3 separate regions of the Gossypium hirsutum genome follow, and all the other regions are linked to region 1. The links are chromatin contacts, called in public Hi-C maps. All regions are on one chromosome and are shown on one strand. Each heading gives the region's core, a stretch centred on a gene start, on an enhancer-like site or on the middle of the called end of the contact. The rest is flanking DNA. Distances are from core to core; before and after follow the strand shown.

Region 1 (4,160 bases), core at 432-2,931:
GTCCAACAATGGCTCAAATTTTTTTTCCTAGGCTTTTAGATATTGTAGATCAAAGCCTAGATACTTACCTAGCTTTGTAGTAACTAGCACTTATAGAATTTATCTAAATAGTTTTTGAAATCAAGGATGACAATTTTCACTTACCATTAACTCTAATTTCTCTAAATTTGTGTTTTGAGCTTCCTTAACCTCTTTATGTTCTTCCAAGTTTGCTTTAAAAAAGATATAGTTATCATATGCAAAAAATAGATGAGAGAGGAAAATGATTGTGTCCAATCCTAATACAATGAATTTTATTCTTTTCTTCCAATTTAAGTAAAGTTGTTGAAAGAACATTATGGCAGAGGATAAACAAATACGAAGATAGTGAGTCACCTTGTCTCAAGCCTCTATTTTGCATTATGTAAGCAAATTGATCCCCATTTACCAGTGCCTAATAGCTAATCGAAGAAACACATTACATGATATTTTGAATTCAAAATTACTATAACTTTTTTTTTTGTTATCATGAGAAAGATTTCCACTCCTACCATAATTATCGCTAATTTTCTTGTTCCAAACAGTAAGTTCTCTAAAAAGGGGTAATTGGGTCACTAATTATAGGTTCCAATCTATTGGCCATGATTTTTGCAATTAACTTATGGACTACATTACAATGACTTATTGGTCTATAGTCATCTACTCTTTGCAGACATTGTTTCTTCGGTATAAGGGCAATGAAAGTCTTATTCATTTCTTTAAACATTTTATAGGTTCGAAGAAAGTTTAATACTGCCTTAATGAGTGACTCACCCACAATATACAAATTTTTCTAGAAAATAATAAAGCAAGTTTACCATTTGGCCTAGGGGCTTTAGTTGGATTAAACATCAAGTACCAACTTCACCTCTCTTTTTTTATGAAAGGAGCGTCAATTTGCTACTTTTAATCCGTCGTCTCTTTAGTTGTAACTTGTCAAGATACTCTTTAATTTTCTCTCCCTTTTCCCCATCTTTGATTAAATAAATCCTTTTAAAATATTCAACAAATGTTCCTTACTACTTCATGCTCCTCAATCACTTACTTTTTCTCTCTCAAAACAATCTTTTCTAGCTCTCCTTTTATTAACCAATAAATGGAAATATTTGGTGTTTCTTCCCCTTGCACTACTAGCCAATTAATTTTGTGATTTTGGAACAACAAAATATTAAGTACTTTTTCTAGTTCCCATCTTACAGTTATTTCCTTTTCTATCGTGTTAGGTTTCCTTATATTTTGTTGTAAAAAAAATTGTTCTTTTTCTAGTACACATTTCCTCTCTTCCAAGTTACCAAACATTTCTTTATTCCAAAATTTCAAGGCTTGATTTGATAATTTTATTTTTAACTTGAGAACAAAGGAGAAACTAGGATCAAAATAACAAAAGTTATAAATGCTAAGGACTAAACTTATTATTATGTTAATTTTACAAAAAAAAGTAGTTTATCCAATATTAAGTAAAATATAAATTAATGAATTATTGAATCTGTAATTTAGATGTGATTTATGAAAAGAAAAATCATTAAATAAAAATATATGAAACTAATTGGTTATTTTTTTTTATTTTACATATGGCATGTCCCCATTGGTTGTAGACAGTGGCCCCACAATTTAAGGAGAAAAAATAAAAACAAATGTACTGTAGCTAAAAACTAAAAAAAAAAAGGTGACCAAAAGAAAATAAAAGCGCGCTTAGTAGTAAACACAGACACAGTGACTCAGTGAGTTCGTGCGTGATTGCGCGTGAGGGACGAAGAGAGAGACAAACTGATAAGACAACTAGAATGGAAAAAACCACCGAAACGACGCCGTCCTACTCATTGCAAGATCAGGCTACGACAGAGCTCGGCGCCGGCGGGAAACTAAGGAGGCAACGGCCACGTCGACCACCTACCACACCCTACGCCCGTCCTCAGCAGAACCAATCCTTACGCGGTCGCTTACTCTCCAAACTCGTCGATCCGGCTTGCCGTCTCATAGCCAGCGGCGCCTCTAGAATCCTCCCCTCTCTCTTCTTGAAACCCCTCAACAACGATTCTCTCCCGCCGCCAGAACCTCAAGCTCATGGTCAGTTATATATATTTGAATAAAACATCTCTTTTAAAACTTATTCTCTTCTAGGGATTAATTTGGGTTCTTTAGGGTTTTAGAGCGACTTAACTTTAGGTAAAAGGAGATGGAGATTAATTAAATCTTGAATTGCTGTTATTTGTTGTTGAAGTTTGTCAGTTCTGTTGGAAACAGGTGAGTTGGACGAAGATATAGAAGAACATACTAATGAAGAAGATCAAAGTTGTTATTCAACTGTAAGGGTTTCTATTTTCGCTATAAATTTTGTAAAATCACATTGCACTTGCTCTATTTAAGCGGAAATTTGTTAATTTTTAGCTTTTCTTGATGGCGTGGTTTGAATGAGTATATTTGCATTCCTTTCCTAGTTTGTAGTGTCCGAAACAGCTGGTACTATTGGGACAACTGATGGACCAAAGGCTAGTTCTGGCATTGCTGAAGATAGAAAAGGCAACCAGGGTGACATTAGAGACGATGGGCTTTCAGAAATTGAGAAGCTAATGAAGGGGAAAACATTTTCGAGGTAACTAGTTTTTTGTTGTTTTAAATTTCACATTCTCTGTGTTGTTCTTAAATTTTAAACTTGATTGTTTCTGCCAAGAATTACTGGTTTTGTCAGAACATCATTTATAGCCATATCCCAATTCCCAGCCATTATGCATGGGCTTGGTTTTGATGAATTAATGATCTGTTCATGCTCTTCTATGCTCACATTTCATAAATCCATGTTTGTATTTATCTTTCAGGGTGATCATTTAGTTAACTCAAAGAGTTAATTATCTAATATGAGTTTTAACATTCTATACCCAGGGATGAAATCAATCGTCTGATAGGGATTATAAATTCAAAGGCTGTTGATGTTCCTCAAGTTGACCAAGAAGATAGGAATTTAACCCTATCTACTGGAGGTGACAAGGGACCTATAGTTTCTCAAAACCTGAGAAGGCCGACTGAAGAAAAAAAGGATGATCTGAATATAACTACAAGGGATTTGGCAACCCCACTTTCGAAGCCAACTGTGAGTGAAAATCACTTTAATGAACTTGTATTTTGGATTAATGATATGCACATGGATACGGAGGTTGAATCTTGTGTCATATGTTACTTTCTAGTTATGCTGTGATGTTTGTGCAAAAATGAGGAAAAAGTATTCCACTTGTATGTTAGACTTTAATAACACTATGCTGTCTCGAATCCTTATATTCCTTGAAGCATTCATCTGTTACACACATCATATGGATATGGTATGGTGGTGCAACCCTCTAGATATATGGAAAACCTTTTAGAAAGAATTAACATGTCCACACCACATTTTGATACGAGTAACATAGCTTGTAGAAATCCACAAATTTTATTTTTAAATTCAATTATTTGAACTTGTAACTATCAAAACAATGTAATTTAATCTTTAATGAAATTGATGTCGGACATGGAAGAGAATTGCTTCAAATTAAGGTAATCTTTTTATATGGTGGGTAAGCACTTCTAACTTTAGGGGGGACTGGATAGAGGGTATGGTTTAGAAAAGAAAATACTTAATTTAGGGATCAAAAGAAAGCAACAAAGAAGAAAAAAAGGTATAGATATTTGTGCTGATTTGTGTGGTGAACAGTACCCTAAACAGTGATTGGAGTTGAAGCTTGGGGTTGCTTTTGTGAGGGTTCAGTTAGAGTTTGATAGGTGGCCATTCTAGGGTTTCAATAAAACTATCTAGGGCTGGTGTTATTTTTAAACAATGCTGCAAAGCTGAAGAAGATAAAATATCTAGCCTTCTCACCAATGCTCAAATACTTCACACTTTGGCTAGAAATTCCTTCATACAAATTTAGAAGAGAGAATAAGAGCTGTTAAATTCTCAAAATTTTGTTTATTAACTTTAAGAGGTTAGATACTTGGGTGCCTATTTGTGGACATCTAACAATCGTACTCACTCAAGGAGTAAAAAGATGCATTAGAATGTACACTATAATTAGAAGTAGTTATAGATATACTTTTGAAGTTAATAATTCAATCAAAGATTTAAGTAACAAACTTTTGAATAGACTTGTGACATATAACTAAATGCTTTTGTG
Region 2 (4,160 bases), core at 1,241-3,740, 160 kb before region 1:
ATGGGTAACTAAACCCTAGAAGGTTTGTTGATGGAGATGTGGGTAAACTAATTTTTGGGTAAGGGACTAAAATGGACTAGATTGAATGAACTTCAGAATTTAAGATTGATGCCTCTAAGGCTAAATCAAGATAAGTGAGACTGAGAGGTAATCTTATTGGGTACCAATTCATTATTCTCAGGTTAGTTGGGTGAGATTGAGAGATAAACCAAACTAATTTGTCTAAATTAGTAAAATTGAGACTGAGAGGTAAAATGGAGCCACTTTAGGAGTTTAAGTATTTTAGATACCTCATTCGATGATTAATGAACCACATTGAATTCAACCAACCATCGTTTTTATTGATTAGATAGTTTTACAACTTTGCATGCTTTACGATTTAGTCTTTTTTAGTTATTAGTTTGTTAATTAGCACAATTACCCTCAATTAAAGGCTTGTTGTACTGTTAAACTCTTTAATTGCATGTTATTAGCTATAATTCACTTAATCACTGACTTCTATGGGTTCGATACTTAGAGTACTCTTGTACCCCATTGTACAAATTATATTACAACTTACCTGTCACTCTTGTAGACTTCGTATGTAATTATTTTGATTTGATTATCGTATTAGTGTTGATTTATCTCTCCTTTACTTGCTTGCAAAGAAGAGGCAGGGAGAGGCAGTCAACAAGTCAATCCAAAACTTTGACCCCTAGTAATTTTCACCTAATCTCTTCAAATCCAACCTTTGTATTATTCACAGTTAAACCGAATCATAACTCTTAAACTGTTTGACTTGACCTTCCAAAGTTTCATTGCTAAGTTGACATGGAGATATCAGTTACCATAGCATAGAAAGTAGTGAGTAATCTTCACCTTCAAGTTCTTTGCTTTTGACTTAAAAGAGAGAGGAAGTTCCATTTAACTCCATTAATGCTCATAAATAGAAAATTTGTAAAGAAGCTGTGTTGAAGAAAAAAAGATGCATTTATAGTAAAGGAAAAAAATAACACCAAATCATTTTTTAGACTAATATTATAAATTTCCATTTAAGTTTTTTTTTGTCTCAGACTTTGTTGTTCTTCTATTAATATTTCACTGTTCTTTGCAGGGTTCTTGAATTTAGAAATAAATGCACACACGCAGTCCTACAGTAATGATCATTATAACAAAGCTTACGTTTTCTTTTAAGCGTTTTCAAGTACTTAGGCACAAAATAACTTTGAAACAGAGGTTGAATTTGAAGAGTTTAGGTGAAACTTGTGGTGGGGTACGGTGGCCTGAAATTTGTTGGTGTCAGATTTTGGGTTTAGTTTAACTTTTCAATCTAATTTGTAGAGAGTAGTAGAGTGTAAAGGAGAAAGAGGAACAGATGATTTTTATCGGTGTAAAACACACCATTTCATTTAACAAGGAAATTATGTGAAAATTATAAAATCCACATAATTAAATTTATAGTGCATTGTGGAACGCCTGGATGGAGAGGAGTCCTCGATTAGATTCATTTATTTTTAATTTTATGCACTCGGTCCACTACTAACGTTGGTACATGGAGAATGGGCTGTCGTATTTATTTCGTGGCCAGTTGATAGTAGTCTTGAAATAGAGTGATCTTTTTCTCGAGCTATCTCGAGACATGGGCACATCGAAGCTATATTCATTTTGTCATATTCTAAGTTTCGAGACAAGAACCCATTGTTTCAAAACATCCAAACATCGAAACTGAAATACGAAAATAAGATAAACTTGTCTCGAGTCTCGAAACATAAAGGATCACAATTTTTCTCAACTACATATCACTTTTAAACTTATTATGTTTTTTTTCCGATTACATTAAAAATTTATGTTTAATTTTAAGTTTTCAAATATATTCTACTAATAAAATTTTAGTTGAAAAGGATTTCCTAAATAACATTATAATTTATCTTTCATTTTTTCTTATTTTATAACATAATTACATAATTAAAATATTAAATTAAGAATAAAATTGATTAACATTAAAGAATATAATACATTCATTCAATATTATAAATATTTTATAAAAAAAATTATAAATGCAATCTATCCATGCATCGCAGGTGATGAAAATATTATCTTAAATATATTTAAAAATAACTTCAAAATCTTTTTCCAACTTGTAACTTTCATTGCCATTTTTTTGTTTACTTATATCTTTCACATTCCAAATTTGCTTTTATTAAGTAATAATTTTCTTTACTTTTATGTTTTACCTAATTTTTTAATACTTTAATATATATTTATATGTTTTTTAATGTATACTCTAATATTTTTATTATTTTTAATGTTATTTGTTCTTATTAAGTAAAGTAAGAAATAAATTAAAGGGAAATCTAAAATATGCCTTTTAGAGGGAAAAAAATATGCCTTTGCAATGTAAAGTAATTTTTAAATATTTTATCCTTATGTTTTTAAAACATTTATATATAAATCCTAATAATTTAATTACCTAACTTTATATCATCATATATTCTTTTTTAATATAAAACTTGAAAGATATAATTTCTTTTTACTCAGACAAACATCTTGCTTTCTTTGTTAAATAATTTATACAAATTTATAAAATAATTTTAATATATATTTGTTAACAATTTCCTTTTAAAATTCCCGACCCACCCTCTTTTCGCACATCCCCGCTGCCAAACAAACCCCTCTCCACTATCACTGTTAACTCTCTTCTTGCTCTCAAGTTTCCAATAGCCCAGGAAATTGAATAAGGTAATCTTTAAAAACCTAACCTTACCTTCAACTTGATGATGACTTCTACTTGAGTTGTGGGCTTTTGAGTTATTGCTGCCGCTATCGTAAAATAGCGGTGGCGGACTGCCCCTTTCACGATTTTAATCTCTACATCCTCTTAGGGTTTTTTTTTCTTGAGACTGAAATTAAATATCTTGTAAAGAGTTACAGTTCGAATTGTTAATATCCGTTTCATTGATCTGTTCTTACTTATAGTTAATACTTTTGTGATTATTGTATTGTTGTATATGATTTTGGGAGTTCGATGATATTCTAATTGGGGGTTTTCCATGGTTACAAGCTATAACCTTAATTTATTATGTTATGGTTGAGTATGATTCATGGAACTTGATGATATCTTAATTTGGATTATGCAGCATTAAATATGAAGGTGCGAGCATCAGTGAAAAAGATGTGTGAGTTCTGTAGAACCGTTAAGCGCCGCGGACGGGTATATGTACTATGCACTTCCAACCCTAAGCATAAGCAACGACAAGGCATTTCCACATTTGCTTCTGAAGGCACACTGCCCCCTGCGTATGCCTCTCTCATTGCAGTTACTTAATCTTTTCGTTTTTTTTTTTCAGCCTAGATTTCAGTCCTGTTAACTGCCATTGTTCTGCAGATACTTCAAGCAGTTTAAATTTTAAACAAATATGATATTTGTTATCTGAATTTGAATGCTGGTATTTTTCAGTTGTTGTTATGTTTACTTGTTAGGTTCATTTTGATGAAATTACACATATTTTTGTTTTCAGAAAATATAGGCTGATGTATTACTTTCAGTTTGTTATGATTTATTTTTTCTTCAAATATGATTTCAGTTTGTTATGATTTATTTTTTCTTCAAATATGATTTCATAATCCTTAATTAAGTAGGATACATGCTTCTCCAAGAGAACGTTTTTACCTTACAAGTTTTTTTGAAGCTTCTGTGCTCTGAGCAGCAAGCAGTTCCTTGGCCGTCCTGTCCAAAATATTGCCTACCATGTGCCAAGTACATGTTATTTCATTGTTTTAAACAACACCTGATGGGTGAATTTTTTTTTTTTTTTGTGGGAAGAAGGAAGGATTGACTATCTTTACTCTGGTAAAATTTGACCAGTTGATTTAAAGCCCATTAGCTTCTTATCTAGTTGAATGGGGCCTTGATATTCAAAGAAGATAACATAGGAAAGTTTTGTCTTTCTTAATTTCTTTAAAATTTAAAAGGGTTTCAAGTGACATCTTCAATTGCAATGAATCTTTGTTTGAATCAGAAGATCTCAGTACTTGGAGAATTGATAGCATTATGATTTGGGCTAATAAGGACCTGTTTATCTAACTGATGATATTGCCTGTTGCTCTGACACTTTTAAGGCACAAAACTTTTGCATTAATCTTTACTGCATGTGAATTTAGCTCCCTTAAAGTAGCAGTTG
Region 3 (4,160 bases), core at 1,214-3,713, 140 kb after region 1:
ATCTCCAGATCTTTTTACATTTAGAAACCTGCAACTCATTCTGCACATGCTGAGAAGGTAAAAATATTCCTTTTATGGTCCTCAATTGATCAAAAGTTATTTATACTAAAATTTTCTAAGTAATTAGACGTGTAATGAGAATTAAATCATCCAATTATTAGATATCAATCATGCTCATTTTATTTACAGTTCATTCTCTGCTGCATCCCAACAATGCAACTTGTCAGCACTTACATTTTACAACATCTATTAGAGAATAAAGATTGAAAGCAAGATTCACTAATACGATCAAAAGATCATTAATTTTGAAGGACAAGCTACAATAAAACTATTGTTTACAAACCTGGCCCATGTCTTCTATTATTAGATGAGGACCCTGGTTGCGTGCAAAATTGTTCATCTTCTGAGTTGCCTCCAAATGTTGCCTTACGCTTTCTCGTTGCTGCCCCCACATTATGACCTTCATTTTCCATAAAGCACTTTCTTGAAAAGGATTCAAAATGGTCATTAACAGTCCTCTCTGGAAAAAAGGGGATCTCTTTACTCTTTTGTCGAAAAACATCACTAAGTTTGCCCCCATCTTGAGTGTTGCTGGGACCAACATCTGTGGTTTCACAAAGTGACTTCTTTTCTACTTGCATATAAGGGTCAGAAAATAGACCCAACCGCAAGGACAAATCACATTCTTTTCCAAGCAACTTCTCATCAGCGTGTCTGATATCTTGCTGCCCAATTTGCTTACCACCAATATCAACATTGGAAGAGGAAAAGAAATTCTGCAAGGAACCCATTTCTGCTGGCTCTAAAACGGATGTACCAATAGGTCTCCCAACTATTATCGTATCAGACACTAGATTTTCCTGCACTGGAGAACCTGTTTGGGACTCTGCATTTTGATAGTGAATTCCATAATAAAGGGGGTAAACTTGACCAGAGTTCGATGGAGTGTTAGTTTCCATCCTCATCAATTGGTCATGGCCAGATGGGCAATTTTGAGGTAGAAATGGATAATTATGACGGTTAGCTTGTGAAACCGAAGTGTTCGAATTCACATTGGTTGCTATTCTTGCAAGCTGACTACCAGACTGAACCTGGGATAACTGAGGATACCTATCCTCACTGCCGTTATCCAAAATCCTAGGAGTTGCAGGAACAGTTTCGGGTGCTCTTGGCGTAAGGTAAGTCCTAGGATTACTGTGTCGTTGGCTCCTTGAAGCTCTCACTGGATAGCACCCCAGGTTAAGGGCCGCTAAAACAACACATGTGCTACAATCTATCAGTCCAAATTGTTCTTGAAATAACTTTCAAATTGAAAGCTTCATTAAGTTGTAGCTAATGTAGATTAAAGAAAAACGAGAAAAAACCACAAACATAACAATAAACTCGAAACCAAGAATTTACCACAGAAGAACATGAAAAGAAATCTACAGTACCTTCAACACAAGGTGGCAAAAGCTCTCCTGTTTCAGTGCTCTCATCTCGACGGATAATCGTGTTGATGGCATCATTAGCACGGTCCCATAAGGTTTCCGGGTTGGTGTATTCAGCCTAAAAACCCAATACGAGGGGGAAAAATTGAGTCCAAAGAAGTAGATACAAAATAAAAAGATCCACAATTTTGAAAGAAGAAAAGAACCTCAGAATTGGCTTTGGAATACATAATCTCCTCGGCTTTGACGATGACAGTAATAATTTTAACTTGCCATTCCTTATTCTTTTTAGTAGCTGTGCTATGAGTTTCAATAGCTAGCCTAAAATCAAACACATGGTGGGCAAGGAATTAAACCCCCCTCCCCCCAAAAGGTAGAAATAATGCTGCTTAAAATGTAACAAAATTAAGGAAAACAAAGAAGACCCAGAACCTTAAAATCTGCTGAATGATGGAACCTCTCATGGGTTGGTGTCTTTCGCTATGCCAAGCTCTTCTTACACACTCGTAAGGTCTAGGGCCTGGTCTCGGCATCTTTGATCTTTCTTCTTCAATGGAAGACAAAATCTAGAGACAGAGGAGGAAAGAAGGAAAGGGAAGAGATATTTGAGGCTAACCGAGAGGAAAGTAGGTAAATAAAAGGAGTGAGACGGTAGTGTTATTACATGGGGTTTGATGGAGATTAGTCAATTTGTTTATGATATCTTTTGGTGTTTCTTCTTTTTTCTTGAATTCCCAGTCTGCAAACCAAGAGAGAGATCAGAGCTGGATGGGGCTTTTCCTTTCTTTTTTTCTCTTTCTTTTGGGTAGGGAGCAGTACAACATCCAACAGGAGTGAAAGAAACGGCTCATGCCTTTGTTTATGCCCCCCAATAATTTAACACTTAACCATTGTTTTCACTTCACAGTCAGTTTTTTGGTCATTTTTATTGATAATAATATGGGTTTTGGGGGTTGGGAATCCAAATCAGACAAAACAACAAAAGTATTCAAGTCACCATTAAAATCTCCCTGGCAATTGCCTGCCTTTGCCCCCATCTTCAACCCCCCTCGCCTGCCTATGCTATTAGTATTGGCACATTAACTCCTTAATCTCTGCTCTGCTTGTATTAACAAGAGAGTTGTTATACCACCACCAATGACAATACAGGCATAACAGAAAGCTACCTGATATACATACTCCACCCGCTATAGATTGGGAGATCACTAGAAGTCTTACTTCCCGATTTAGTCATCCAAGTAGGCAGAAAGTAGTTATTTAAGGAGGCTAATTACCTACCTCAAAATGTAGCCACCACCTTCTCCTCCACATTTGGACTTCTATTAAGAGCATGATCTTTTTAGTCACTAAATTCATGTGAGTTTAACTGCTCCGTACATTAAACAAAAAGGACTGACATAGCACGTTTCATCACAAATATTCTCGTCACATTGAAGACATTAGCTCTAGCTCCATGTTTCTTATAATAATGATCTGATTGCGAATCCATCATGTTAATGTTACCCAACACAGGACCTCGCTGATAACTAACCCCCAAGATGATGATGATGAAGAGATCAACTCTCCATCACACTTGCCTACACTTTGTCAATTTATTCCCAACATTCACTTCCACCATCTTCACTTTTCTACTCTCCGACTCTTTGCCTTGACAGAGCAAACTAGCCTACGATAGCACCACCACATCCTCTTCCATCTCTCCTTATTGATCCCACACATCAACAAGAGTATTAATTCCATAATAAATTCTATTAATATTTAATTTCACTCCGAGCAAGATAAACTAAATGTAATTACACATCAAATAAAAATAAAATATTTCAATATTAAAGTACATCAAATGTCACATCAAATGCTTTCAATAAATAGATAAGATATATTAATTATTTTTACATCATGGTTTGTGTTGATTTATAATCATATATTTAAATGATGAAGAAAATATTAACTTATGTATATATATATATGTCATTTTCTATTACTTTGAATTGCTACATGGTTTTGTTTTCATTTGCATTAATTAAATTCTCATAAAAATGCTGATAGTATTGGCTTTCAACTTTAGATGTCATTGACTATTGGATCCACCAAATATTTAATTGTAATTGAGATTATCTGTCGAGATTTTAAGGTTTGAAGATGAATATTTATGTAAGAGTTAATGAGGGGATAAGGGGGTAGATGAGATGGATGGACAGGCATTGTTGGGTCCAATATAAGTAAACATTGAATCAAAGCCTAACAAATGGTTTGAAGTAGAAGAGAGGGTTAATGAGGGCAGTGAAATGGGGGGAGGTAAAATTCACCATTTATTTATTTATTAGTGAGAAGGGCCTAACATTACAATGCTTTTTATCATATGTCACTGACATTTTGGTAACCCACTAAATAGCAGTTATGTCTACTTTCCACTATTTGGAATTGCTGTGCAAAAGTGATACACTACTTCCCCCTTTTCTGTACTTTAGGACAAAAAACCCTTTGTTTTTGCTTCCTCTTTATCAATTATCAATACTCTCTCCATCAACCCAAACCCCTCCCTAGTGTCCAGAATACCATAACCAAATTTATTACAATCAAATCTAATTTTCTTTTTATTTTAATTTACAATTAATTTATATTAACAAGTTTTAGGCTAACAATAAAACTGATTATACTCCTAAAGAGAAAATATGAGTTCAAATTTTTAAAATAATATTGTTAAAAAAAATAAATAACGTGAATATTTCA

Evidence for each region. A called contact is a pair of places that touch in the nucleus more often than the background predicts.
Region 2: a contact with region 1 is called in a Hi-C map of leaf, with 1.8 times the contacts expected there. The contact joins the promoter of LOC107962613 here to the promoter of LOC107962608 in region 1. A contact is called at or near these places in 6 of 34 Hi-C or Micro-C datasets (callus, leaf, petal and 1 more).
Region 3: a contact with region 1 is called in a Hi-C map of seedling, with 2.2 times the contacts expected there. The contact joins the promoter of LOC107962601 here to the promoter of LOC107962608 in region 1. A contact is called at or near these places in 2 of 34 Hi-C or Micro-C datasets (leaf and seedling).

Annotation. Positions count from the first base shown.
Region 1 is chrA06:10,451,440-10,455,599 of Gossypium_hirsutum_v2.1, reverse strand. It overlaps LOC107962608 (nuclear pore complex protein NUP1), which reads left to right and starts at 1,681. Exons shown (of 8, transcript XM_016899054.2): 1 at 1,681-2,085; 2 at 2,263-2,324; 3 at 2,457-2,611; 4 at 2,899-3,106. The coding sequence starts at 1,803.
Region 2 is chrA06:10,607,466-10,611,625 of Gossypium_hirsutum_v2.1, reverse strand. It overlaps LOC107962613, which reads left to right and starts at 2,490. Exons shown (of 3, transcript XM_041115110.1): 1 at 2,490-2,718; 2 at 3,117-3,276. The coding sequence starts at 3,125.
Region 3 is chrA06:10,309,868-10,314,027 of Gossypium_hirsutum_v2.1, reverse strand. It overlaps LOC107962601, which reads right to left and starts at 2,463. Exons shown (of 5, transcript XM_016899049.2): 1 at 2,095-2,463; 2 at 1,863-1,996; 3 at 1,637-1,751; 4 at 1,434-1,548; 5 at 158-1,249. The coding sequence starts at 1,963. The coding sequence ends at 336.